7 separate regions of the Mus musculus genome follow, and all the other regions are linked to region 6. A link is a contact called in public promoter capture Hi-C data. All regions are on one chromosome and are shown on one strand. Each heading gives the region's core, a stretch centred on a gene start, on an enhancer-like site or on the middle of the called end of the contact. The rest is flanking DNA. Distances are from core to core; before and after follow the strand shown. Region 1 holds the start of Adcy5 (adenylate cyclase 5). Region 2 holds the start of Arhgap31 (Rho GTPase activating protein 31). Region 3 holds the start of Pdia5 (protein disulfide isomerase associated 5). Region 4 holds the start of Sec22a (SEC22 homolog A, vesicle trafficking protein). Region 5 holds the start of Tmem39a (transmembrane protein 39a). Region 6 holds the start of Polq (polymerase (DNA directed), theta). Region 7 holds the start of Timmdc1 (translocase of inner mitochondrial membrane domain containing 1).

The links. Promoter capture Hi-C pulls out the DNA fragments that hold promoters and counts their contacts. Capture Hi-C pulls out chosen DNA fragments and counts their contacts.
Region 1: a contact with region 6 is called in a promoter capture Hi-C map of pre-B cells, with 6 times the contacts expected there. The contact joins the promoter of Adcy5 here to the promoter of Polq in region 6. A contact is called at or near these places in 2 of 39 promoter capture datasets (hippocampal neurons and pre-B cells).
Region 2: a promoter capture Hi-C map of pancreatic islet shows a contact between it and region 6. The contact joins the promoter of Arhgap31 here to the promoter of Polq in region 6. A contact is called at or near these places in 1 of 39 promoter capture datasets (pre-B cells) and 1 of 9 other capture datasets (pancreatic islet).
Region 3: a promoter capture Hi-C map of hippocampal neurons shows a contact between it and region 6, with 6 times the contacts expected there. The contact joins the promoter of Pdia5 here to the promoter of Polq in region 6. A contact is called at or near these places in 4 of 39 promoter capture datasets (the 3T3-L1 cell line, 3T3-L1-derived adipocytes, cranial neural crest and 1 more).
Region 4: a contact with region 6 is called in a promoter capture Hi-C map of hippocampal neurons, with 9 times the contacts expected there. The contact joins the promoter of Sec22a here to the promoter of Polq in region 6. A contact is called at or near these places in 2 of 39 promoter capture datasets (hippocampal neurons and pre-B cells) and 1 of 9 other capture datasets (liver).
Region 5: a promoter capture Hi-C map of pre-B cells shows a contact between it and region 6, with 7 times the contacts expected there. The contact joins the promoter of Tmem39a here to the promoter of Polq in region 6. A contact is called at or near these places in 5 of 39 promoter capture datasets (cranial neural crest, frontonasal cranial neural crest, liver and 2 more) and 1 of 9 other capture datasets (liver).
Region 7: a promoter capture Hi-C map of pre-B cells shows a contact between it and region 6, with 4 times the contacts expected there. The contact joins the promoter of Timmdc1 here to the promoter of Polq in region 6. A contact is called at or near these places in 4 of 39 promoter capture datasets (cranial neural crest, frontonasal cranial neural crest, liver and 1 more) and 1 of 115 datasets of contacts at active chromatin or transcription factors (astrocytes).

What each region holds. Positions count from the first base shown.
Region 1 is chr16:35,152,425-35,156,140 of GRCm38.p6, reverse strand. It overlaps Adcy5 (adenylate cyclase 5), which reads right to left and starts at 1,277. Exons shown (of 21, transcript NM_001012765.5): 1 at 1-1,277. The coding sequence starts at 42.
Region 2 is chr16:38,711,379-38,715,059 of GRCm38.p6, reverse strand. It overlaps Arhgap31 (Rho GTPase activating protein 31), which reads left to right and starts at 2,025. Exons shown (of 12, transcript NM_020260.2): 1 at 2,025-2,486. The coding sequence starts at 2,387.
Region 3 is chr16:35,489,374-35,492,676 of GRCm38.p6, reverse strand. It overlaps Pdia5 (protein disulfide isomerase associated 5), which reads left to right and starts at 1,804. Exons shown (of 17, transcript NM_028295.1): 1 at 1,804-1,948. The coding sequence starts at 1,913.
Region 4 is chr16:35,362,535-35,365,940 of GRCm38.p6, reverse strand. Sec22a (SEC22 homolog A, vesicle trafficking protein) reads left to right here and starts at 2,023. Exons shown (of 7, transcript NM_133704.4): 1 at 2,023-2,117.
Region 5 is chr16:38,560,741-38,564,095 of GRCm38.p6, reverse strand. Tmem39a (transmembrane protein 39a) reads right to left here and starts at 1,282. Exons shown (of 9, transcript NM_026407.3): 1 at 966-1,282.
Region 6 is chr16:37,009,817-37,013,370 of GRCm38.p6, reverse strand. Polq (polymerase (DNA directed), theta) reads right to left here and starts at 1,585. Exons shown (of 30, transcript NM_029977.2): 1 at 1,312-1,585; 2 at 85-264. The coding sequence starts at 1,471.
Region 7 is chr16:38,521,405-38,525,006 of GRCm38.p6, reverse strand. It overlaps Timmdc1 (translocase of inner mitochondrial membrane domain containing 1), which reads left to right and starts at 2,344. Exons shown (of 7, transcript NM_024273.2): 1 at 2,344-2,666. The coding sequence starts at 2,473.

The sequences.
Region 1 (3,716 bases), core at 28-2,527, 1.9 Mb after region 6:
TGCAGCGTAGCCCGGGGGGCTCACGCTTTTGGAGCCGGACATCCCCCCCTCGGCCTCGTCGTCTTCTTCCTCTTCCCCCGGGGGCCGGGCCGGGGGTCTCCAAGGAGAGGGCGGACAGCCAAGCAGGGGGACCAGGCTAGGGTCACACGTCGAGGGAGGCCCGGGGCCCTGCGCAGCAGCGGGACATCGTGGCACCCCCGTCCTGAGCGGTGGAGGACAACGGGAAGGCTAGCGGGGAGACAGCGCAGCCCCGAGGTGAGAAGTAGCTACGAATTAGAGTCCAGAGTCCCAGGTCCGAGACGGAGTTGGCTCCGAGCGGTGGCAGTGGGGACAGCTCTGACTGCTGCGCCGGACGCAGAGATGTCCGGACTCCTGGCTCGCGTCGAGCTCAGGCTGGGAGTTGAGGAGCAGGCGGGACGGAGAGGTGTCCTTGCGGGCGGCGCCTCTCCGAAGCTGGCAGTTCCCGGGCGCGGCGCTCGTGGCTTTTGCCTAAGCCGAGAGCAGCGACTCTCCCAGCAAGGTGGCGGCGAGGGCGGCTCGGCAGGGGTCCCGGCACGGAGACGCAGCGGGTGCCCTTTGCTCGCAGCGCACTGGGAGCGACTGGGAGGTGCAGGCTCCTGCCAGCATTATTTTCTTACGAGGGGTGGGGAGGTGGGATGGGGGGTGGAGAGGACGGGGGAGGGGGCGGCGGGCGGAGCAAGAGCTCCGGAGCCCCGGGGAGGAGGGTCCTGGAGCCCGGGGGGGCCGTCGCCCGCATCCCCCACCTCCGGAGGCGCGAGTGGGAGCGTGGCCCCCGCGAAAGGCGAACAGAGCCTCCGGCGTGCCCGCGCAGGGGGCGGGGGCGAGGACCGGCTCCTGCGGTGCGGCCCTTCCCCTCTCGTCTCCTCCTGTCCCCCAGACCCAGCAGGCCGGCCCGTTCCGGCAGGTCCCGAGGGTTGAGTCGCTAGCTCCGCAAGCCCTGGGTTCCTCGTTGCCGGCGGCTGGCCCACCGTAGCCGAGCGCAGAACCACTACGCGGAGGGCGGAATCCGGCGCAGCGCCGCCGCCGTTCTGCCCCAACGCAGGCGGGCTTCTCCCGGGGACCACGGCATCCAGCGATGGAGGGCTGCGGCTCAACAGCAGCCGGCCGATAAGGGCCGGCCGAAGAGCCGCGGCGCCCCGGGGGCGCTCCCGAGGGGCCCGAGGGAGCCCGGCTCCGGGCGCGCCATGCACGCCTCGGGCCCTGCGCCGCTCCGGCCGCTCGCGCCGCTCCTCCCTTCTCGCCCGCTCGCCGCCGCCGCCGCCGGAGCGCCCTCCGCATCCCCTCCTCCCGCCGCCTCCCCGCCCCCCGCGCCGCTCGGGCCTCGGCTCACAGCGGCGTGCGGCCGCCTCCGCCCTCTGCCCTGCCGCCGCCCGCGTCCTGGCCCCGGCACCCCGCGAACATACTCAAGCCGGGCCCGGGAGCCGCAGGGACCCCCGCTCCCCTTCCTCACCTATATTTTCACTGCGCCCCTCCCTCCCTGGTGCCTGGAGCCGGGTCAACGGGCGGATCCCTCGTCGGACCTGGGTAGCGGGCAATCCACCCCCGATCGGGTCCTGCGACCCCAGTCCTATCTCCCCTCTTTTTATTACCCTTTTCTCCCCCACCCCCATTCAGCCCAACTTCAGCTACGGTGCTGCTCCCCCCTTCTCTGGTCCGGCTCTATTGGCCGCTTCCAGAGCTGTCAGACTCGAGTCCGGCGCTCTTATTGGGCGATTCTGTGGCCCGGCGACGGTGCCAACGGAGGGCGCGCCGGGTGGGGGGCGCCCCGACCGCTACTGCCGCAGGGAACTGGAGACAGAGTCCCTAGAGAGGACGGAGGGACCCAGAGCCAGACCCGGAAATGAACTAGGGAGATGCAGAGACTGAGGATGTCTGGGGCACAGAAAGACAGCGATGGAAAAGATGGAGTTGCTAGCAGTGGGTGAGGCCGATGCAGCCAGGGTGGGGCGAGCAGGACCACTTTGGAGCATAGTTACTAAGAGGAAACACCACTGACAGCTGTGGGAACACCTGGCGTTTATAAGGAGCCCTTTGCCTGTTCATGTGTTTTAAATCCCATGTGGTTCTAGTAACAGCCATGGGCTCGGATGGGGGACAGGGCCTGTGTAGCTATTTCCTATTTGCAAATGTGGAAACTGAGGCTCTAAGAACTTAGCCAACTTGGAATACACCACACAGGTCTCCTAACCCACAATCCAAAGATCTTTTCTTCAGTGCTACGCTGGCTTCCACACCTACCCAGATGCTCCCACAGGCAAGCTAGTCTCCTTGCCAGTCAGGGAAGCAAAAATGACCCTTCTGGGAACTCCTGAATAAAGGCAAGGGTAGACAAGAGTAGACAGCTGAGTAGAAGATCTGGGTCTGTCTGCCTCTTCAGCTCCCTTGACCCCCTAAGCTGTCCTAACCGGAGTTCTGGCAGTTTTGCTTGGGGAGGGTGACTTGTATGCTGTCAGCCCCTTCATCCTTCTGCCGTCCTCCAAAGTTGACAAGAAGCCTAGAGGTCCACATCCTCCTCCACTGCTCATCTCCTTGGCAACTGAAGATAAACCTTGCCAGAGCTGCAAACCGGGAGGAGAGAAAAAAAGAATTCCAAGGGATCTGCGTAAACGGGATCTTGAGTAATCCTCCAGCCTTTGAGTAATCTATGGTTGGCTAAGTAGTAAAAGCAACACGAACCTAGCCAGCCAAACCCTATCGCGCTGGAAACTTGCAAAGCATTGTACCGGGCTGGATGCTACCAGGAAAAGACAGCAAACTGGGTCTGGAACTCGTGTAATCAGGGAGGGAGCAAAGCTGGCCAGCCCCTCTGGCTCAGCCACACTCACTAGGCAACAGGATTCCAAGAGCCTGTCAGTGTACGGCAAAAACCATTGTTTCCCTCTGTGAGTACCAAATCGATTCTGGGGGTGCAATCTAGGTCCAGCAGGGAAAGAAGATGGGCAATATTTGTTAAGCTTCTTGGTACTGTAGGGATATTCTATTGTCAGTGTCAAACACCAATAAGAGAACAGATTTAGTTGTGATCTTAATTGGTTTTTCTTTGTGATTTGGGAATCAAGCAACAGCTCGTTCTGGGTAATAGACTGAGTGATCTGATGAGCTACACAGAAGCGCTTCAGCTTTCTAGACAGAAAATGGCTGAAGAGGCAGAATCGGAACAAAGAGGGCATAGCTCATTTCAAAGAAGGTGAAACCGGAGTGGGACTTCCTTATCTTGTCAAGGCTGGCACGTTTGGGAAGTTCACACCTGCATAGTCTCTCTCTGTCCCCCTAGGGAAGGTCAGATGATTAACAATGTGGCCTGCTGGGACTTGAGTCTGGTGCAGGGTCTCAGTTTGAATCAGCCACCTCCTGTAAATTTTGCTCAACTGACTTAAGGAAAGGATTACTCCAGCATAAAGATGAACACATTTCCAGAATTCTGCCATTGTAGCAAAGATGTTTAAGAGACACTTGGGACATAGGCAACTGCATGCACAGAAGGCATGTAGACAGCGAGGTTACTGGGCAGCCTTGCATCCTTGAACCTGTTCTCACTCCTCCTCCTCCCTCCCTCTCTTCTCTCTGCCCCCCACCCCCCACCCCCCACCCCAATCCTCCAGTCCTGCTAATTGAACCTAGGACTTCTAACCTAGCAGTAGTCCCTACCCTGACATTATTTCGTTTGGTTTTTTTTTTTTTTCCACAACAAAAAC
Region 2 (3,681 bases), core at 776-3,275, 1.7 Mb before region 6:
TCAGCTCTTATATCTCACGAGGCTAGTCTCATTGCACGAGATAGAGTGAGTGTGCTTCAGCAGCCCGAGAGAGTTGCAAGGCTAAGCACTGCAATGGAAAGGCTCTGCGGCATATATGAGCCTATTCTAGGGAGACATGTCATCTTTCATGAAGGTTCAGTGTCCTAGTTCCCTTCCCCCAGGCAAAACGACACGGGAGCAGGTCAGGGTTGCTCTGGGTAAAAGCCTGTAAGCCTAAGAGCTAATCCTGTACATGGCTCCTTTACCTACACACTGGGGATTTGACCTCTATCTCCACTCTCATTAATATGGGTGGCCTATTTGCTCTTATTAAAAGAAAAAGGGGGAACTGTGGGAAGCCGCCCCCACATTCGCCGTCACAAGATGGCGCTGACATCCTGTGTTCTAAGTTGGTAAACAAATAATCTGCGCATGAGCCAAGGGTATTTACGACTACTTGTACTCTGTTTTTCCCGTGAACGTCAGCTCGGCCATGGGCTGCAGCCAATCAGGGAGTGATGCGTCCTAGGCAATTGTTGTTCTCTTTTAAATAGAAGGGGTTTCGTTTTTCTCTCTCTCTTGCTTCTTACACTCTGGCCCCAAAAAGATGTAAGCAATAAAGCTTTGCCGTAGAAGATTCTGGTTGTTGTGTTCTTCCTGGCCGGTCGTGAGAACGCGACGAATAACAGACAGGCAGAGGTGCCTCCAAACTAGAAGGCTTGTCTTGAAAGCCAGCCGCCGTGTCTTAACGTATGGCACTCCTTGTTTTACGAGAACGCACTTGTGGTATAAGCAGAGCTTCCTTCCCACAGGAGACGACAGAAATCCAGCTTTCTTACGGAGAAACATCTTAATTCTTTAGTGTTGGCTAAATTTTTTTTTAAACAATATGTTCCAAACAAAACACATCTGTAGGCCAAATTTGGTAGGCTGGCTATCAGGTTATGTCTGGACATAGAGAGAAGGTCAGAGTTCAAAGTTCATAAACTGCCATGATGGCTTTTAAGAGGAATCAGTAACTAAAATGCAACACATAATACTTTTGCCAGCTATATGAATGTACCTACCCTTCAAGCCTATATATGGATTTGAATGGATGCAGGAAGTTTAATCTAATCTTTGAGTTGTCAAGGCACAAGACTTTAAGTGTTCACTGTGTGCTGAGTACACACGAGTCAAGGAATTCCAACTAAAGCAGGAAAAACATGCCGGGGTGAAAACATACGCCTCAAGTTTTAAAACAACCTGGGAGACTGGCAAAATGTCAGCGCCCCTTAAATCTTGGTTTCTTTACTCAAATCTCTTGCAGTTAGTAAGATCGGGATGTGTGTGTGCGTGTGTGTGTGTGTGTGTGTGTGTGTGTGTGTGTGTGTGTGCCTGAACTTGAGTTTGTAACTAGAAATATAACTTCTTCCTGGGCAGTGGTTACAAAGCTGCACCTCTCTCTCGCCCGAGGGTATCCTAACCTCAGCGTGGGAGAGGAGACGTCTGGGCTTCAGGGACCGCAGACCCAGGCAAAGAGAGATGGGAGTGGCCAACGTAAAGGCTTTGCCGGTCAGGTTTCTGGAATCCCAGTCTTTGTTACTGTCACTACACTTAAGTGTCGACGGAGGAGAAAGGCAGGCACTGAAATAGAAAGTGTCAGGACTGGGATGACAAGGAGAGCAATTCCATGAGCACCCATCCCGAGCCCTCCCTGCAGAGTCCGGCGCCGCCTCCTGCGCTGTGCAAAGAGCCTGACTGGCGGCAGGAAGCGGGCGGGCGGCCGCGGCTCCTCGCGAGGCCGATTTCCTCCGGGACGGCCCTGGGCGATACTCTGGACTAGCAGAGCCACTTCGGGAGAGCGCGATCTCTCCCCCAGCCCGCGCAGCTCAACCCACCCACTTACTTCCTTCGACTGCACTCACAAACACACACACACACACACACACACACACACAGCTGCCAAAAATTTCCAACCTCCGCCCCCCTCCGGAGCTGACTTCCTTCCAGCGCTTCCTGAGCTGGACGATCCTGGGATTTGTAAGACAGGAAAAAAGGGACGGCGCAAGGGCGGGCAAGGGGACGTGATGCTGGCTGTTCGCGGTCCTCCAGCGCTCTGAAGGCAGAGCGCGGGCCTAGGGCGGAGCACACTCAGCCCCGGGGCGGTCCCCTAACCGCCGCGCCCCGGCCCCGGCTCCTCGCAAGGCTCAGCCGAGAAGCGCGGGGAGACGCCGCCGGAGCCCGAGTAGGGAGGTGACACCCGCCCGGGGCGGTGCACGGCCCAATCTGCGCGCCCATGCGGACCCGCGGCGCCGCTCTGCCCTGGTGACCCGACCCCGAAACCCTCATCAGCGGTGCGGAGCAGAGAGCGCAGACGGAGGGGCAGCCTCTGTGGGGCTAACTCATGAAGAACAAGGGTGCCAAGCAGAAGCTGAAACGAAAGGGAGCCGCCAGTGCGTTTGGATGTGACCTGACGGAGTATCTGGAAAGTTCGGGACAGGATGGTAATGTACCCCCCCCCCTTTTTTTTTTTTGTTTAAGAGCGATGGATTTCTCTTGGGGTGTGCTGGATGCAGTTCACAAGTTAATGTGTTCCAGGCTCGTGCGCTCACTGTACTTTAATAGGAAAAAAAAAAAAAAAAAAAAAAGACAGTTCTTAACCACATCGCCTCCACCCCACAGTGCAGGAGCTGGGTCTGTCCATCCGACGTGTCACAGGAGCGGTGGATGAGCAGTGGTGTAGCTGTGGCGTTTACTGGCCATTTCTGAGGCTGAAGCCCCGGGAGGGAGGCTCGGGTCTTAAACTTTGGGTATTGAAAGGGAAAGATGAGGGGGTGACTGACGTGTGGTGAATCTCTCTGGATGTATCATTGTGATCATCTTAAATGTGCCTCCTGTACTGGAAGGTTTCACCGGCTCACATCCTTTTTTATTAATGTGGTAGGAGGCAGTGTGCTGGGGGTGGGGCGGGGAATCCTGGCTGGGGGAGTGCTTGCACAAACATTTTCTGTATTTCTGAGTTGATGCCAAATATACAGTACCTCCCCCGACCCCCCCCCCACCTCACCACCACCACCCTTTACCTCCTCCTGCCTTTTCAGAGGGGCCTTTGGTGTGTCCTGCGAGCAGTGTGTCGTAAGAAGGTCAGAGGGCCTCAGCTTTAAAAGAGTTTAGGATATAGAAGAGCGTCTCTGGTTTTTTTTTTTTTAAGTCAGCTTGGAAAAAGAAAAAGAGGAGCCAGTGGAAACAGTTTAAACATTTGGTGGGTGGGGAAAAATGAAAACAAACTATACTGGGATAACACCGTCTTGGAGGGTAAAAGTTTTTAATATAGCAAAGGTGGGGGAATGGGGCATGAAATGACTCCTTTTGTAAAGTTGACTGGTTCTGGACTTTAAAAAAAAAGGCTTCTTTGGAAACTTCAGAGAAAGAGAAAAGAGCCCACTACACATATCTCATATCTATCATTATACATAGATAAATACAACAAAAGAACACTTAGGGCCATGTAACTGCTCAGAATAATTCTGCCTCAGGAAAACTCTCCCTGAAACAACTGGGTTTGTCCATATCAAGTGTGCATCCCAGAAACAGTGCAGGGCCTTTGTTTCATTTCCCCTTTTTGAAGACTCAGCACCCCTAGCAATTTGCAGTGGTGTGATATTCCTGTGGTATTCGGGAGTCCAGAGTCTGCTGTGT
Region 3 (3,303 bases), core at 555-3,054, 1.5 Mb after region 6:
GTGGCAGTTAGCTCCCATGTACAATGTGATGGTTGCTACTGTGATGCTGTGAGCACTCCTGACACAAAGTGATGTAGGCTTGTGTGTTTGTTTACACACAGTGTTTCTGGAAGGCAAGACAGCTAAAGACTAACAATGGGTATGCACTAAAGGTAAGGAGTAGACACCTGGAAACTGGGGGATGAGAGAGGCTTTAGACAGCTGGCAACGTTTATTCAGGGAATATCTCCCAACTCCTCAATGTGCACTTCCTCTGTCCATTTTATTATTCTCCATTTGCATCCTTATGACGGAGTAGTTGTCCAACAAACATTCCTAAATGAAGTGACAAGCTGATGGTGCGCGTGACAAAGAGGATTCAAAAGAGGATTTTTTGTTTTGTTGTACATAAAAGACCTGTCTTATGTCTATGGGTGTTTTTTTTTTTTTTTTTTGTTGTTGGTTTTTGTTTGTTTGTTTTTTGGGTTTTTCGAGTCAGGGTTTCTCTGTATAGCCCTGGCTGTCCTGGAACTCACTTTATAGACCAGGCTGGTCTCGAACTCAGAAATCCGCCTGCCTCTACCTCCCGAGTGCTGGGATTAAAGGCGTGCACCACCCTACCCATATGTAGGAGTACCACAATCATATCTTGTGCCCTTGGAGATCAGATACCCTGGAATTGGGGTTACAGGATGGTTGTTAGTTGCTATGTGGGAGCCAACAGCAGCAAGTGCTCCTAAATAATGTACCCATTGTCCAGCTCCCATTTTACATTTTTTGTTCAGGTAATTAGCATTCATTTAACATCAATTAACTATTTAAATGATACAGTTTGGTGGCATTTAATACATTCATAATGCTGTGCTGCTTCCCCTTTTATCTAGCTCTGAAAGATTTTCATCCTCATCAATGGATTTCTGAACTGAAATTCCTTTCCTCCATTCCCCAGGTCAGAGTAATCTGTTTACACAAAATGCAAACAAACAAACCAAAAAAAAAAAAACAAAACCAAAACCATTTTTTCCAATTTTTGTATATTTTATATAAATGCAATCATACAATATACAACATTTTGCATTTGGCTTTTTAAGAATCAGCATCATATATTTTTGATATTTGTTAACATGGTTGTGTGAATTTCTTTTTATTGGATGAATAGTATTCCGTTGTACCGGTGTATATCACATTTTCTGTATTTGTCTTTTGAGGATATTTAGACTCACTCTTTCTTTCTTTCTTTCTTTCTTTCTTTCTTTCTTCCTTTCTTTCTTCTTTGACTATCATAAACAGCGCTGCTAGGAACATTGGTGTGCTAGTACTACTTGAACACACTTTTCGATTCTTTTGAGTATATGGTTAAGGAGTAAGGGGATAGTGTGGTGATCTATACTTAATATTTTTTGGGCTCTCTAAATTGTTTTCCCGACACCTCAATAATGTTTTGTCAAGGGGAAAAAAAAAGCCTCGGGAGCAGATGGCATTTTCCATCCTCCACAGGCCATCATAGACTTTACAATTAGTACCTACAGTCAAATGACTGGAATTCTCTGGGTTGCCTGCTAATCCTCGGGGTGGGGAAACTAACTTCTGGGGGCAGAGTGAGTTGTTGGTTCTGATTCTGCGGGCACAGAGCAAGGCTCCTTAGTGAACAACTGTCCCTACTCCCCAGCCTCCCTGCCCCCCATCCTCACAGCTGCTACTCTGCGTCCTCAGGCAAAGTCCGAGGCAGAGGCATCCCGAGCTTCTCGTGAACTACAACTCCCGGCAGGCTCCTTCCCGGGCCGCCTCTCCTAGCCTGGTGCGCATGCTTTGGCAGACGTGGCACCGGGAACTCGGAGGCGGGGAGCGGCTGTGAAGTGGCCGTAGCTGTTGGCCGAGGTGGAGCTGGCAGGCGTGCGCGGGAGCCGGGTGCAGACGGCAGGAGGCGGCGGGGATGGCGCGGGCGTGGGGGCTGCTACTGGCGATTGGGGTGAGGCTGTGGGCCGGCGACACGTGCGTCCCGCATGGCCGTGGGAGCGCGCGGTCCGGGTTGGTTGGGGGCGTGCTCGCCGGGTGGCAATAGGGTCTTTGGTCCTCTGCTCTCCACTGGGGCCGGGCCGGGTGATCCCTCTCTCCGGGTTCGCGCTCCCGCACAACTTTGCGGGGACGCAGGTCTGGGATGTCCTTAGCCTAAGCAGGACTCCCCGGGCGGTGCTTGCACCTGTGTGAGTGTGGGGTGGAGGCTGCCTTCCACTTGCGCAGCAGGAACACTTGCTCGTGGGTTGGACCCCCGGAGAAAGGGCGCGTGACGGGTTGGGTGGGGTCACCACCTCCAAGAGTTCTGCTCCCACGGTGATGCCGGCTCCAGCCCCGGCCACTTTCGAGCTGTGTGTGTGGCGCCCTGGATCTGTAAACGTGTCTGCGTTCCTTCTATGAGATGGGAAACCGTAAAGATACCCGCTAAGGAGGTTGTCAGACGGGTCGGCTGAGGAGTCGGTGGAACCAGCTCCGGAGACTGCAAAATGATACCGGAGTGATACAGAAGTGGAGGAGGGGTGAACCGTGGTGCAGACTATGTGGGGATGGGAGGACTTTCCCGAACAAGCATCCCCCGAGAAGAAGTGGGGACTGGGGACGGGTTTGCCCCTGGGGCTGAGGTGTGGTTGTGGGTGTGTGACAGGATGTAGTTGCCTTCTTCCACATCTCTCTCGTAACTTCTTGTCTCCCTTGTGTTGGGTCCATCTCCTTATGGCCACCGCCACTATCACCAAGTTCGGAAGACTTACTTGCCCCTACCACTCCACTGTTTTCCCTTTGGGTGTGGCAAGGATGCTGGGCAGATGGGGGGGGGTGTGGTGGAAAGGGAGGGGTGATTAGATCTAAACGCTTGAACTCCGCAGTGCCCTGTCCTTTGGGATCACCAGTTAAAGGAGTGACATCGAGTTTTCTGTTATGTGGAAGAAGGTGTCAAAGGAAGCTCCCTGTTCCCAGTTCTGCATCCTCCGTCTAGGAGAGATCTAGTAGGTTACCGCGAAGCTTTGGGGTGCTGGTGGTGTGCCATGATGTTTGACATAAGTTTCCTGGAGCCAGTTGGGCTGACTCCCATCAGGATGTCAGTCCTTGAACTCTGAGGGAGGAGGGTTTTGCTTTCTTCCTTTTTCCCTCCCTTCAGTAAAAACAAGAGCCCAGGGGACTGACCTTTTACTCTGTAAACATTTATCAACCACATTGTTTGCCACCGGGTTGAATTTTGGGTGGGGAGCAAACTACACTCTGCGCCTGCCTTCAGGTGTTGCCCTCGGCTGAACAGCAGTCAATCCTGTGAGCAAATACTGTTCGAAGGAC
Region 4 (3,406 bases), core at 774-3,273, 1.6 Mb after region 6:
CTTGGAAAATCTGGGGGTTCGCTCTGTTGGCTTCTTCTTTCTATGACCATAAAGTGACTGCCAGGTTGGAAAATGCCTGCAAGTGCTTGTTCCTCAGACTTGGTTTTCTTTCCTTTTGGTCATGCTAGGAAGCAACTTCCTGCCTTCAATGCCAATGTGGTGGTTTTTGAATAGCACGTTAGTGGAGTCATGTAACATGTGTTTTTGTGTCTGGCTTATTTTAGTCTTGTGGTGATTTGTATACAGTTGTTGATTGTCGTTCTTTTTCCTTAGACTGTGTGACTAGTCCACCACCTACTCATTCTATAGACATTTTAATACACATGAATACATTTCTGCTGGAACTTTATCTCAGAGTGGAATGCCCTGTTAAGTCATACTAAGAATTACCAAATACATAATTAGTTCAGATCTCCCCTCTGAGCCCTAGGCATACTTATCCCCAACTGCCTCTTGACATTCCCATTTATAGGTCTTCAAATTTAACATAGCCCACATGTTTGCTACACTTTGAGAATCCTAATGGCTTCTTAACCCATCTAGTTACCTAAGGCACCATGTTTAATAGTCTCCTTTATTTTGACCTGCTCCAGAAAATCAGTCCATTAAGACCCATGAACTCCACCTATGATTTATTAATATCTTGAAATTGTCCATCTCTTTCTGCCTCTACTGCCATTATCTTTGTTTAAGCCACCATCATTTGTGGCCTTGACCAATACAACTGCCTCCAAACTGGCCCATCAGTAACCCTTCTTGCTCCCTATCCATCCATCTCCATAAACAGCAAAATGAGCTTTAAAATATGTAAATCAGATCCTACTTAAGAATCTTTATTAGCTCTGTGAATTGATCTTAGGGTGTGTTGCTGAAGTCTGAACTGTATAAAGTAGCCAAAGAGAGTTAGACCTTGCCTCATCTCAGCCTAAACTTCTTGCCCCTACATACTTTCTGCTTTAGGCTTTTTATTGATGAAATTAACCATAGTGACCAAAGGCAACTGGGTGTGGAAAGGATTTATTTCATCTACGAAAAGAAGTGAGGGCAGGAGCTCAAGGCAGGGATCTGGACAGGAAGTGAGGCAGAAGTCATGGAGGAGTGCTGCTTACTAGCTTGCTCCCCATTGCTTGCTCAGCCTACTTTCTGGTACAACATAGAACTACCTGCACTGGGGTGAAGACCGCCCACATTGGGCGGGGCTCTCCTGTATCATCGTCAATCAAGGCAATATCCTACACACTTGCCCACTAGGCTAATTTTACAGAGGGTTTATCAAGATTCCTTCTTCTAGCTATGTGAAGGTTTCTGTCGAGTTGACAGAAACCAACCATCACGACTTCCTAGTACAGTTAAATGCTCACAAATCATGTTTCCAGGGTCTAGAACATTTTTAAGGGTCCCTTAATATACCTTGACCTTAAAAGGTACGTAATCATGGAGCTCTTCCCCGACAGTCCACAACTCATTCATCAATGTACCTATTAGTTTTTCTTCACAGTACCAGTCAAATGTACATTTCTGTAACAATTTACCTTAATGCCTTTTATTCCTATTACACCTTAAAAGGAGTGCTGTGGACATTCCTGTAAAACATGCTTAAGATGCTGCCGACCATTTAATTGACATTCAGCATATCCTTGTTTAATAATACTTAACCTCGTGAAGGCTGGGAGGAGCTACTGAGGCTTTTCTCTCTGTTTTGCTAAGTTTCTTTGTGTAGTGCCTGATGGAAGAAGATCCTTTCCCTGTTCACCAGAGAGAGCTTTTCCTCTGTCCCGAGTGGCGCACGAGAGACAAACTGCTTCCCGACACAAAGCAGCAGGTGAAGGAGATTAGCCTTATTTCCGAAGGACAGCATAATTCTCTTCTTAGAAGAGAAGGCAATCTCCTGGCGCAGGTGCAGGAAAACCTGCCAATCTCCGCCGGAGGAGGCGGGGATAGGGCGGGCCTCGGAAAGGGGCGGGTCTTTGGATGCTTCCCACGGCGTCCGATAGGCCCGTGCGAGCTCCGCCGGCGCCAGCCACGTTGGACGCGGGCATCCCCGCTGGAAGGCCACTCCCGGCCCCACAATGCACTGCGTGGCACGTCACTCCGAGCCGCGGGTCCCGGAGCGACAGGTATGGCCCGGCCCCTCTTTTCAGCTTCCTCTGGGTCTCCCGGAGCTCTGGCCGGCTGCTCGCGCCGCTCTCTCGGAGTTCCACCTCGGCTTGACCGGTAGTTGTCCGAGCCGGAGCTTGGTGGCGGTGGCCTCAGAGCTTAGGAGGACGGGCGTGCAGGGTCCGAGTCCCTGCGACCTAGGGCTGCGAGCCTCGCGGGCGGCGGTTGCTGTTTAGCAGGCCTGTCCTAGGATGGGCGGCTGGAGTAGGGGCTGCTGACGGGGAGGGACGGCCGTCCCGGGCTGCCAGCGAGCCGTAGTGTTGACTCCCTGGCTCCCGATGTCAGCAGCACACCGACTCACTCGGGCTGGTAGGTGGCCCGAGAGAGCTTGAGGTGGCATTCCTACTTTCTTTTGGGCGGGGTAGCTTGTACCCTGTGATTTGTGAAGTCTGAATGGGCGTTGCAGTTGGACATCTTACTCGTTGGCTCTGGGAAATCCCGTGAGGCCCTGTTTTAAAGGTGCTTTGCGACTCTCTGTGGCAGAAAAGAGACCTGAGAAATTGGCTCCACAAGTGGGGAGTCTCCTGCTGCTTAGCTTCCGGGATCACCATCACCTGGGGGCAGGTGGAACTCTTCAGAACCCGCCCCTCCTGTGCTTAACCCTGGGCAGAGCCTGGGTGTCCCGCCAGGCTACACGTGATAGAATCCCAGCGGATTAGTACAACCACCATTTTTTTAAAAAACGGAATCACATTCCATGTTACTGGTACCCACTCGTTTGCCAGTACCGTGAGAAGTCGGTTTCTTAAACAATACTTAGAACTTCTAGTGTGTAAAGGAAGACTTGAGAGCTGAACCTGACACCCGTAACCAAAAGTTACTAAAGGATCGGCCGTTTCCACTTAAGAAGATCACATCAGTTTAGTACTTGATTTTTAGAGACTGGGTAAAGTTTAAGTATATTTTAGTTTGGTGTATGAAAAGACACTAGCAAAGAGATACTTGCCACCTTCCTCTCCATGTAGTAACGAAGCCTGGGTATGTTTAGAGGCAGTGTCTTATAGAGTTATTAGAGTTAGTAACAACTTATTACTTACTAGGGGTTGAACAAATGACTTAAGCTTTTGGAACCTGTGTTTCTTCCAAAGCAAAGTGAAACAAATACCCAACCTTACCGGTTCCCGGAAGGTTCAAATGAGGTGTATGAAGTGGATCTTAAATTCAATTAAAAAAAAAAGATAGGTAACTCCTATAATATTCTGTCATATTGTACCTCTGGGCACTGTAGGCAGGTCATTATTAGAGCTTG
Region 5 (3,355 bases), core at 33-2,532, 1.6 Mb before region 6:
AAAGAAAGATTGTAACTTTTTCTAGAAGTCAGTATAACAAGCAAATGTTAAAACTCAGTGAGCAGATCTTATAAAATCCAGATTGAATTTTCAAATAAATGTTCCTGTCCCTATATACTGCTTGGATCTGGGGTAAGGTCAGAGGTTTAAATTCTGAGCTCAGCTGTATTCAGCATTAAGGCAACTCCCGGCTGGTGTCTTGTCTTGCTGACTTTTTCTTAAATAAAACAAGACTACAATCTACAAGGTGGCATTCTACAAGAAACACCACAACTTACTCGATTCTAATTTGCAATTTCACATTAAAATCACTTGAAATACAGGAAATATCTCTGTCCAAAATATGAGGTTGTTATCAAGGAATCTGACTAAGATTTGCCGCAGGTTTCTGACCTTGACCAAGTCATTTAACCAGAGTTTGTTTCTTCATTTCACTCAAATGGTTGCCCGTTTCAGAAAAGCTTCTGTAAAACCGCTAAGAAATTAAATGAACGTGCAAAATTAAAGGGCTAAAGAGATCTTCAGGGGGGAGGTGGGCGGACGACGACATTATGTTTTCCTCAATTTCGGCAAACATGGTTCTGCCAACATATACCACGTATTTCCTAAATACGACTAAAAATACTCTGAAAAAAAAAATTTTTTTTTTTGCTTAACATTACTACTGTAGAGGGATCCGAGGTTCCCTAGTCCACTGTAGGCTAACAAACGCCAGGTGGGACAAAGACTCCAAACTGTTAAAGGCAAAGAAAGCTGATCCCTGCTCAATTAAAGAGAAAGTACGGTGAGGGCAAAAGGCTGGGGCGCATCAGCGTAAGATTGTTCGAGGTGGAAGGCGAGAAACCACAAACTTGACTGGACTAAACCTCCAAGACGGAATCACCTAGTGGTCTCAGGCCGGCGGCCGAAAGAGCCGAAGCACGCCAGGGCCGGCGAGATGACAAAGCAGGTTAAGTAAAACTCACGCATGGGACAGGCTGGCCACGGAGAGGGATCCCTGGGAGGAGGCGGCGGCTTCACAGCCGCGACCCCGGGCACCCAAACTCACTCCCTCCTCTAAAGCGCTCCAAAAACAGCTGCCGGGACGCAGGCAGGATCCCACTGGACAGTCGAAGAAAGCTCTCGGGTCGCTAGGTTACCAGACCCAGACCGGGAGTCCGTGCCAGAGCCAGAGCTAAAGTCAGAAGCACAGTCCGACCCCATCACCAAGACTCATCATCCTCAGCCTCCATCGCCCGGGAGCTGAGGAGACGTGGCAGCGCACAGCGATGACGTCAGCTCTGCGTCGCGCTGGCCCCCGGAAACAGGCTTGCGGCCAGCAGAGCTGGCTCGCCCTCCTCCCGGCGCACCTGCGCAGTGGGACTCTCCGGCGCCCGGGCTTTCCGGCCCATACGTGCCCGGCGGAGTTTTTCTGTTTGTTGGTTAGTTTGGTTTTTGGTTGTTTTTTTCCCCAAATTTTCCCTGGCTCCAGTCAGCTAGTGTCTAGAGAAATGCTTGGAGAAGAGAAGGGAAATTCGGAGATGCCACCTAAGATCACGTCTTTCATATGCAAACGACTGTGACAAGCACGTCGGACGCCTGCCCCTTGCAGGGACTGAATATTAAATAATGAACTAGGTAGATAATAGAAATAAAGAATGAGTTCTAGAAAAGTTAAGTCTAATAAATAAGAGAACGCAGCAACAAGCTTCAGTAATGCTGTTAAGAACAATAAATTCACAGTTAGAAGTATATCTGAGCAGAGCAGTGGTGGCGCACGCCTTTAATCCCAGCACTTGGGAGGCAGAGGCAGGTGGATTTCTGAGTTCGAGGCCAGCATGGTCTACAGAGTGAGTTCCAGGACAGCCAGGGCTACACAGAGAAACCTTGTGTCAAAAAAAAAAAAAAAAACGAAACAAAACTACATCTGAGGTCCAGGGATGGCACTAGTGCCAATACTGTAAAGGGTCTGAAGCTCCAAAGATGAGTAAGCTGTTTTCCGAGGACAGTACGTGGTAAATAAAAAGATATGGAGTCTCAATTGTACAGCTTACTTTACCATGCTGAGTTCAATCCCTAGCCTTCACCCTACCCCCCCCCCCAAAAAAAAGATAGGCAGCCCAATGTTGCCCAGAACTGTCAGTAGTTTGATATCAAAATGAAGCAAGCCTGATAGGGCTGGAGAGTTGGCTCAGCAGTTAAAGAGCACTGAATGGTCCTGAGTTCAATTCCCAGAAATCACATGGTGGCTCACAACCATCTGTAATGGGACTTGATGCCCTCATCTGGTGTGTCTGAAGACAGCTACAGTGCACTCACATATATAAAATAAATAAATCTTTAAAGTAGAAAAAGGTAAAATAAAGAAGAATAAGCCTGGTGTGCCGGTGGAGGCCAGGGGGATGCAAATTATAACTACATTGAGATGCCATCTCACCTCAGTCAGATTTGCTATCATCAAGAAAAAAGATAAATAGATATAAATAAATCAAAATGTTGGCTAGGATGGAGAGGAGAAGGATCCTTACTCACAGTTGGTGTCAGTATAGAAAGGTGTAACCACTGTGGCCTTCATGATGGAGGTGTTTGAAAATGAAAACAAACAAAAATCACAATGACAGGACCTGGCTGTACCAGTCCTGACCATATGCACCCAAAGATAGTTGCACATCCATGTTTACTACCGTTTCATTCACAACAGCAAGGAAATTGAGTCAGTCTACATGTGCATCTTCAGATGGGTGGATCATTAAAAAACCCACGATGGTTTTTACTAAGCTTTAAAGAAAAATGATGATAGAACTGGAAAATATTATATCAAGTAAGGCAACAAGTTTGAAAAGAGAAATGCCACGTGTTCCCTCACATATGCATATTGTTTATGTGTGGGGGGTGGGGTGGGGGGGCATGTGAATGCCAGGCCAAGAGTGTGGAGGTCATAGGACAACCTTGGGTACTTTCCACCTAGTCTGAGACAGTTCTCCTTGTTATTGGTTGTTTCGTATGACAGGCTATGTGGCCTTTGAGCTTCTGGGGAGTCTCCTGCCTCTGCCTCCCATCCTCCCACAGGCCTGCTAGAATCAGATGTCTACTACCACATCCAACTTGGCATAGCTCCTGGAGGACTCCTGGCCTCACGTTTGCATCACAAGCACTTTACACACAGCCTCTCCCCAATTGTGCATCTTGAATTGTATACCTGTGTGTTTGTGTAGAAAAGAGTATGGATACCAATCAGGGAACTAGAACTCGACCCAGAGAATGAGAAATGAGGCTTTAAGGAAGCAGCAGGTGAGGGCGGGTGAGATGGCTCAGTGGTCAAAAGCACTGACTGCTCTTCCAGAGTTCCTGAGTTCAAATTCCAGCAACCACATGG
Region 6 (3,554 bases), core at 336-2,835:
CCTGTTTAAAAAATGTAACCAACCCAAAAGAGAATTGTTCACACTGATAATTTTAGTGAAAGGAGTTTACATAAATTTGAATACCTGAATAAACTAGATTCTTTCCTTCCAAGACGTGACCAAGCAAAAGGCATTCTGCCTGCCATTCGAACATCTTTCTTACACCAAAACTATGGTATTTCTCCAGAACTGCTTTAGGAAGTCCCCAATTTGCCAACAGCAGCTGGTCTATCTGGTCATCAGAAACTCTTCGCTTGTTTGTTCCTTTCAGAAAAACAAAAACAATTTAATTACCTCCAACATACAAGTTTAGTAGTTAAACCTGTTTGAATTCCTACCAAACTTAAAACACATCTTCACTTCTAGAGACCTATTAAGAAACTGATCCTATACAGAAAAATGCTAGCAATTTTTTATTTACTAGATGAAAATTTGAAAACTCTTAAGAGCCACAAACAAAAGTGTGCTATAGCTGGGCGGTGGTGGCACAAGCCTTTAATCCTAGCACTTGGGAGGCAGAGGCAGATGGATTTCTGAGTTCAAGGCCAGCCTGGTCTACAAAGTTGAGTTCCAGGACAGCCAGGCTATACTGAGAAACCCTGTCTCGAAAAAACCAAAAAGTGTGCTATACACACTGAATAAAAAGTTTGTACAGATGTGGAGGTAGAAGGGTGATTAAGCATTACAAAGCTGTTAGATGAGTTTCTCTTTACGATTTAGTACTGAGGTATCTGCATAACCAAGGGCAAAGAATTATGAAATGCACTGGTGTAGGCCTATAATCCCAACATTTACGGATAAACACCCTTGGTCCGAGATCGAGACAGCACCCAGCCTGACCTAGAGCAAGCCCTTATCTCAAAAAAGCAAACAAGAACTGGGTTAAGGTTCTAAGACAACATGTGCCTTCCAGCTTTGCTCTTTGCAGTCCAAAGAGCCTGCATCCTACACCACACCCAGAAATTTGGTACTTATATATATGAAGTTGTACCACTGGACATTTATCCTAAGCAAACCCTCGACATGGTGACAGGATCTGGCCAACTTGGAAGTTGTTTCTGGGAAGGTGTAAAGACCCAAAAACCAAAGAACGCCCATATCTACTGGGGCAGTGGTGGACTAAAACACCATCAGCTGTGCATGCTGGCCAAGAGGGAAGCCATCCCCAGGGTTGAGTCCCAGGCCGGGTACTGGATAGCAGCCCTGCCTCCAGCTATCCAGCTCCGGTGCGGGAGTGCATGGCCCTGATACTCTCGCAGCCCATCTCAACCCCTGCTGCCCTCGGCCGCGTCGGCCCCGCGGGTCGAGTACCTGTCCCTGTGAGCCTCCGGCCGCGTCCCAGCCCCGGAGGTGGACTCAGCACCGGTCCACACCGGAGCTGAGGGCTAACAAAGCTATCACCATCTCCCGAGAACGTGTCGGAGCCGGACGATGAACGCCGCCGTTTCCTACTCCGGCGCGGAAGACTCATTGCAAACAAGCTCCTCTCGACTGTTCAGGACACGACACAGTCCCATAGGCCTCCCGCGCGGGAGAACCCCAACCTAGTGACAGCTACCGCCTCCATCTTCCCGCCTCCATCTTCAAATGCAGGCCTCCCAGCACGCCCCGGAACCACAGAGTTCTCCTGGCTAGAATAACCCGACTACCATAGAGTGGTGAGGGACGGAACAGCCCGCGCTGATATCTGGCTTCCGGCCTCCGCTGGCGGCTGGGGATAGAAAAGGGGATAGAGTGCTGGAGACATTAAAAGGAACGGAGCATCTGACTGCATTCGTAGATTGTTCTAAAAACATTCCTCCTGTTTTTACTTATTTCTGGTTTGAATCGGAAGCTAATGAGTTGCCCTTATGTGAATAGATTAGGAAAGTATCTCTTCTTTACTATTGTATTGTGTTTGTTTCTTTTTTGTTTCTTCAGATTGTGTAAAAAAAAAAAAAAAAGTAGGGTTTTTTGGTAGAGCGTAATTTGTGCGGTTTTCCTCTTGTCAAATACGTGAATTAAAATAACAGATGGGGGTGGAGTAGAGGACACGCCCGGGTTAAACATTCCAGGCTGTAGACTGGTTCAGTGTCAATTATTTTGGGTTATCTCGGCCCCTTAAATAGCCACTTGTTTGGTCACACAACTCTGTCATGTTCTTGTGACTATTAAGTAAGTCGTTTGGGAATGTACGAATTTGGGAATGTAGCTTCCACCAACCCAAAAGCTAAGCATGTTATATGCATCTGAGCCTTACAGCAGAAGTTTCTCTTGATTTGCTGGATCTAACCTACCTGAAGTTTCCATTAACATCAATGTATCTTTAAACGTCTTCAGTTATAGCTCTCTTTGCTCGGAAATATAAAAACTCTGTAAAACTGCTACCACAAAACAGTATATAGAACAATTTAAATTTGTCCCTGGGGCCATAGTAACTCATATTTGTTCCAGAATAAATTTTCTTATTCCCTCTGAGTTGAGAACTGCACTTCTGTGTTGGCAGTTGATAGGGAAGGGATTATTTCTGCGGTTATATCCTGAGGATTGTATGATCAGAACTGGAGATTCTGGATAGATCCCTTTGGTGTTGAAAGAGGAGGCTCTGAAAGCACATGAGGGGTCATTCTGAACAAGGAAGTTAGTTATAGATGTGCTTTGACCAACTTCTGGACGTAAATCGGTGCCTGGTACTTGCCTAGTTCCACAGTTCATCTCACCAAGCCAACAAGTGGGTGACAAGCCTATCCTGAAGAAATTATGGCCATTGGTTTGGGGGAAGGATGTGGGGAGTGAATTTAGGAAGTGGTTAAACAATATTCTAAAATCCCACCAGAGGGAGGCATTACTCCATGAAAGAAACGCTTCCTTCCTTTATGCATTTATTCACTAGGAAATTATTGGGCATCAACAGTACACTAGTCTCAGTGTCAGTGATGCAGGGTGGAACGCTTCCTGCTCTGAAAGATACTGGTACAAACATTGACTAAATTAATTATTAATTTAAATTGTGACTACTGCTCAGGGAGAAATTCCTAGGAACAGAGGACTATCAAAGGAATCCTGACTTATAGTCTCAGTGGAAACTAAAAGTCCAGCTGTAGACCTACACAGTCTGGGTCTGGGTTTAGAATGTATTGACTGTGCTATCTTGGGCATCTTGCATAACCCCTCAGTATTCCCACATCATATGAGAAGAGTAGGAGTCTATTATCTGTGGATGAGTATACAGAATGCTGAGACCAGGGCTGCCACATAAGTTCTGTTCAGAGAAAATTACATTACATATTTTAACAAGCCCTAATAATAATTCAAGACTGTAATGAAGAAAGAATAAGCCAGAGAAGTCTCTTACGATTAGCCCATCGAATACTAACTTACTTTATTATGTGAACCATGAGGAGATAAGAAAGTCCACTGGGGAAGCATTGAAAGGGATGGTCTGTGTCCTGCCACAAGCCTAAACTACGCATTCAAATCTTCAATATTTATTCCCAGTATTTTTTAAGTCTTCAAAACTAAACCCAAAGCTACTTCTCAAAAATATCACTACCATATACCTGGCCATAAACCCA
Region 7 (3,602 bases), core at 1,095-3,594, 1.5 Mb before region 6:
GACTGTGGGTGGAAAAAGTGGTTGGGTTTGATGAGCAGAACTCAGCTGGGCTGAGGGATAAGCGTTGGTTCTAGACAGAGATGATTGAAACCCTTCACTAATGGTTCCTGTTAGCAAGTCCATGTCCTGAGGATGAGAGAGCTGTGTATGTTAGAGGGTATTTTGACTACATTTTGACTGACAGTATTGCTTTGAGACCCTTCAAGATCAGAGAACAGAGCTGGGCGGTGGTGGCATATGCCTTTATTCCCAGTACTTGGGAGGCAGAGTCAGGTGGATTTCTGAGTTCAAGGCCAGCCTAGTCTACAGAGTAAGTTCCAGGACAGCCAAGACTACACAGAGAAACCCTGTCTCGAAAAACAAAAAACAAAACAAAACAAAAATCAGAGAACAGAAGAGGCGGAGTGTTTCTCTGCTGGTAAAGGAAGGTAAGGTCTGGTAGCTTCGAGAATGTGGGAGGCTGAGTAAGAGAGAGAGTTAAGGTAGAGCGGTGAGATGGACCATCACCAAGGGCCTAGGGAAATTCTCGGTACTAGGTACCAAAGGCAGCTTTTGAGTCTTTGGGGCTAGGATGTAGGTGAGTGGTAGGACACTCGCCTGGCATAGGAGCATTTTCCAGGACCACCTAAATGGAAAAGGGAGCTGAAGAGTTTGTGAAATCTATCTGGTACTAAGGAAGACCTTGTTTGTCTCTACAGGATGTTGGATCCTGGGGACATCTGAGCTATATGTAATGGTTTTTAACATTTTATTTTATGTATTTGAGCACCCTGTCTTCATGCACATCAGAAGGGAAGATCAGATTCCATTACAGATGGTTGTGAGCCACCATATAGTTGCTGGGAATTGAACTCAAGATCTCTCAGAAGAGCAGCCAGTGCTCTTAACCACTGAGCCATCTCTCCAATCCCCATAGGTAAATGATTTTGTTAGTGTTTGCCCAATCTTTGCCCTGTCCTCATTCATGTCGACCCTGATTCTAGAAAGTTCAAGTGCAAAGGATCATTTCCGGGACCTCAAATGTGTCAAAGAAATGCACTCAGCTCTTCTCACAGCTAAGCTAGACAGTCAACACATTCATTTTGTTGGGCTTTCAGGCCCTGGGACCCTAATCCCAGTGACCACCTCTGAAAAATAGACCAAGCAGGCATCAAGCTAGAGCTAGGAATTGGGGTCTGAATAATTCACTCAACATTTAATTACTTCAGGCAAGTGGATCACTGAGATGGAGGCCTGCCTGGTCTTCAGAGCTAATTATGTGACAGCCAGGGCTACACAAGAGAAACCCTATCTTGGACCCTCCTTCCCTCCAAAGAAGATAATTACTTAACATCTACTTCATGGTATAGACTGATTGGTGATTCCTAAGTCCAAATCCAGAGATGAAAGCACAGCTTCAGTCCTCTTGATAGAGATCAGCAAATAGGCAATTATACCACTGCAGTAAATGCTAATGGGGGCTTCATTCACGGCACTTTCCTGAACCTCATCTGTAGAGATGTCCCACAGTCAACTCCCAAATCCTATTACTATATCCTCATGAAAGTTTGTAATCAATCACTTATTTAGGTACTCCGTGGAAGTGACTGTAGAGCACCACCAAGCTGTATATTCATTGTGGTACTTTAACTAGAAAAGAAAAATAGTAGGTGAAAGGGTTTGCAAAGACTATGAGATTTGTGGTAACGACCAATAACTAAATTACACAAAATGATTGGGAATATTTTTACCTTGGTAAACAAGTTTTTTGGTTTTGTCTTGTGTTGAAAGAAACAGGAAATAATAGTTTCAGTTATTAAATGATAATTCTAGATCTTTTGCCTTCTCGGAGCAGTAAGCATACGGATACTTGTAGTGGAGCCCACGTTATGGGGAAAAAAATGCCCACAGCTGATATTTCAAAAATAGTTTTTAAATCTTGGACCTTTTCGGGTGCGCCCTAAGGTTAGACTCTGCTCCGCCCAGGAAGCTCCTCCGGCCCGCCAGGGCGTGGCCTAGAAGCGCATCGCCTACCTCTTTCCCCACTGCGCTTGCAGTGATTAAAGTACTGTCCCCTTCTGCGTGGCCTTCTGCATCTTACATGAGCCATCTCACTTAAGCCCCTGAGCACTTCAAGCTGAGCAGGTCCAGAAGACCAGAGTTACGGGGCGCAAACGCCAAAGGACATCACTGAGATGAAACGAAACGGCCGCCAACTCACTTCCGGGGCTCGACTGATCCCTAACCCTGCGCTACCGAAAGAGCTCTCAGTTCCAGTTTCTACGTCCCGAGCCCCGCCCTCACCCCGCCTTTGCGCGACTAGGGGCGGGGCTTCCGGTCTCCTTTCCGAGAGCTTCCGGAAGTGAGCCGGCTGGGGACCGGATGTGAGGTTCAGTGTCCCCCAACGTGCCGCTAGTGGGCTGTACAGGTCACCCTCTCCCACGGTGCCCGCCGACCCTGGGGTGTCTGTCTCTCTGCGGGTAGGAGGGCGCCATGGGCGCGCCGCCGCCCGCTCCCCGCAGCCGCCTTTGCGGAGCCTGGGGTCCTTTCCCCCGAGTCTTTGCTGCCGGTGCGGTGGCTGCGGATTCCCCAGGCTTTGTGGAGGATCGGGAGCAGCGTTCAGGTGTCTCAGACCCCGGTTCCCTGGAATCCGGATGGGACCGCCTCCGGCAGCTGTTTGCCAAAGAGTAAAAATGTCTCGGGTGTGTGGGGAGGGATGCTCGGGGGACGGCCGCAGCCCGGGCGAGCTCCAGCGCGCGGTCCCTGCGACGCTGAAAGTTCTCTCTGCCCGGATAGTGTCCGACCTGGTTGACATGCAGCCTTCTGAGTCGGATTCACTCAGAGTCACACTCTTAAGACAGTATCGTTCTCGTGAAACCAGTACCCTAACTTTACATATTAGAAAAATTGGATTCATTCGATTATTGTCATGTAGTATCACTGGGAACTATATTGTGAAGTCTACACTAATATTGTTTTTTCGTATTTCGTTTGATTTTTCTTTGTCAGTAATGGCTTTATATACTCCAGAAGCTGGAAGGACAGAGAGAATTGTTAATTTATCATTATTATTTTGCACAAGAAAAAAAAAAAAAACAGTGACAACTGTTCTCCTCCTCCTCCTCTCCGCACCTTCCAGCAGCTCTGCCCCCTTGTTCCCACCTCCATTGTTAAGAACTACTTGTATGTGGGGGTCGGTATTTGGGTATGGGCAGTAGAGTGCACATGCCCTCAGCCAGAGGTGTCAGATTCTCCTGGATCTGGAGTTACCTGGAGTCACAGTTACAGGGGTTCTAAGAACTGAACCCGGATCCTTTGTAAAACTAGTACACGATCTTAGCTGCCAAGCCATCCCTCTAGTCCCCCAACTCTCCTTTTTGAGACAAGAGTTTTGCTGTGCTTGTAGACCAAGCTGGCCTGAAACTCAAAGCTACAATCCATTCTCAACCTCCCAGATTTTGGGATTACAGCCGGGTCTTCTGGGATTCTGGGCCGAGCCTCTCTTTTTTTTTTTTTTTTTTTTCCCTGATGGGGGTTGGTCATCTGCCACAGATGTTACACGCCCAGCTCCATCTCCCTTTGCAGAAGATACTAAAATAAACTATGTGAGGAGTAAATGATTA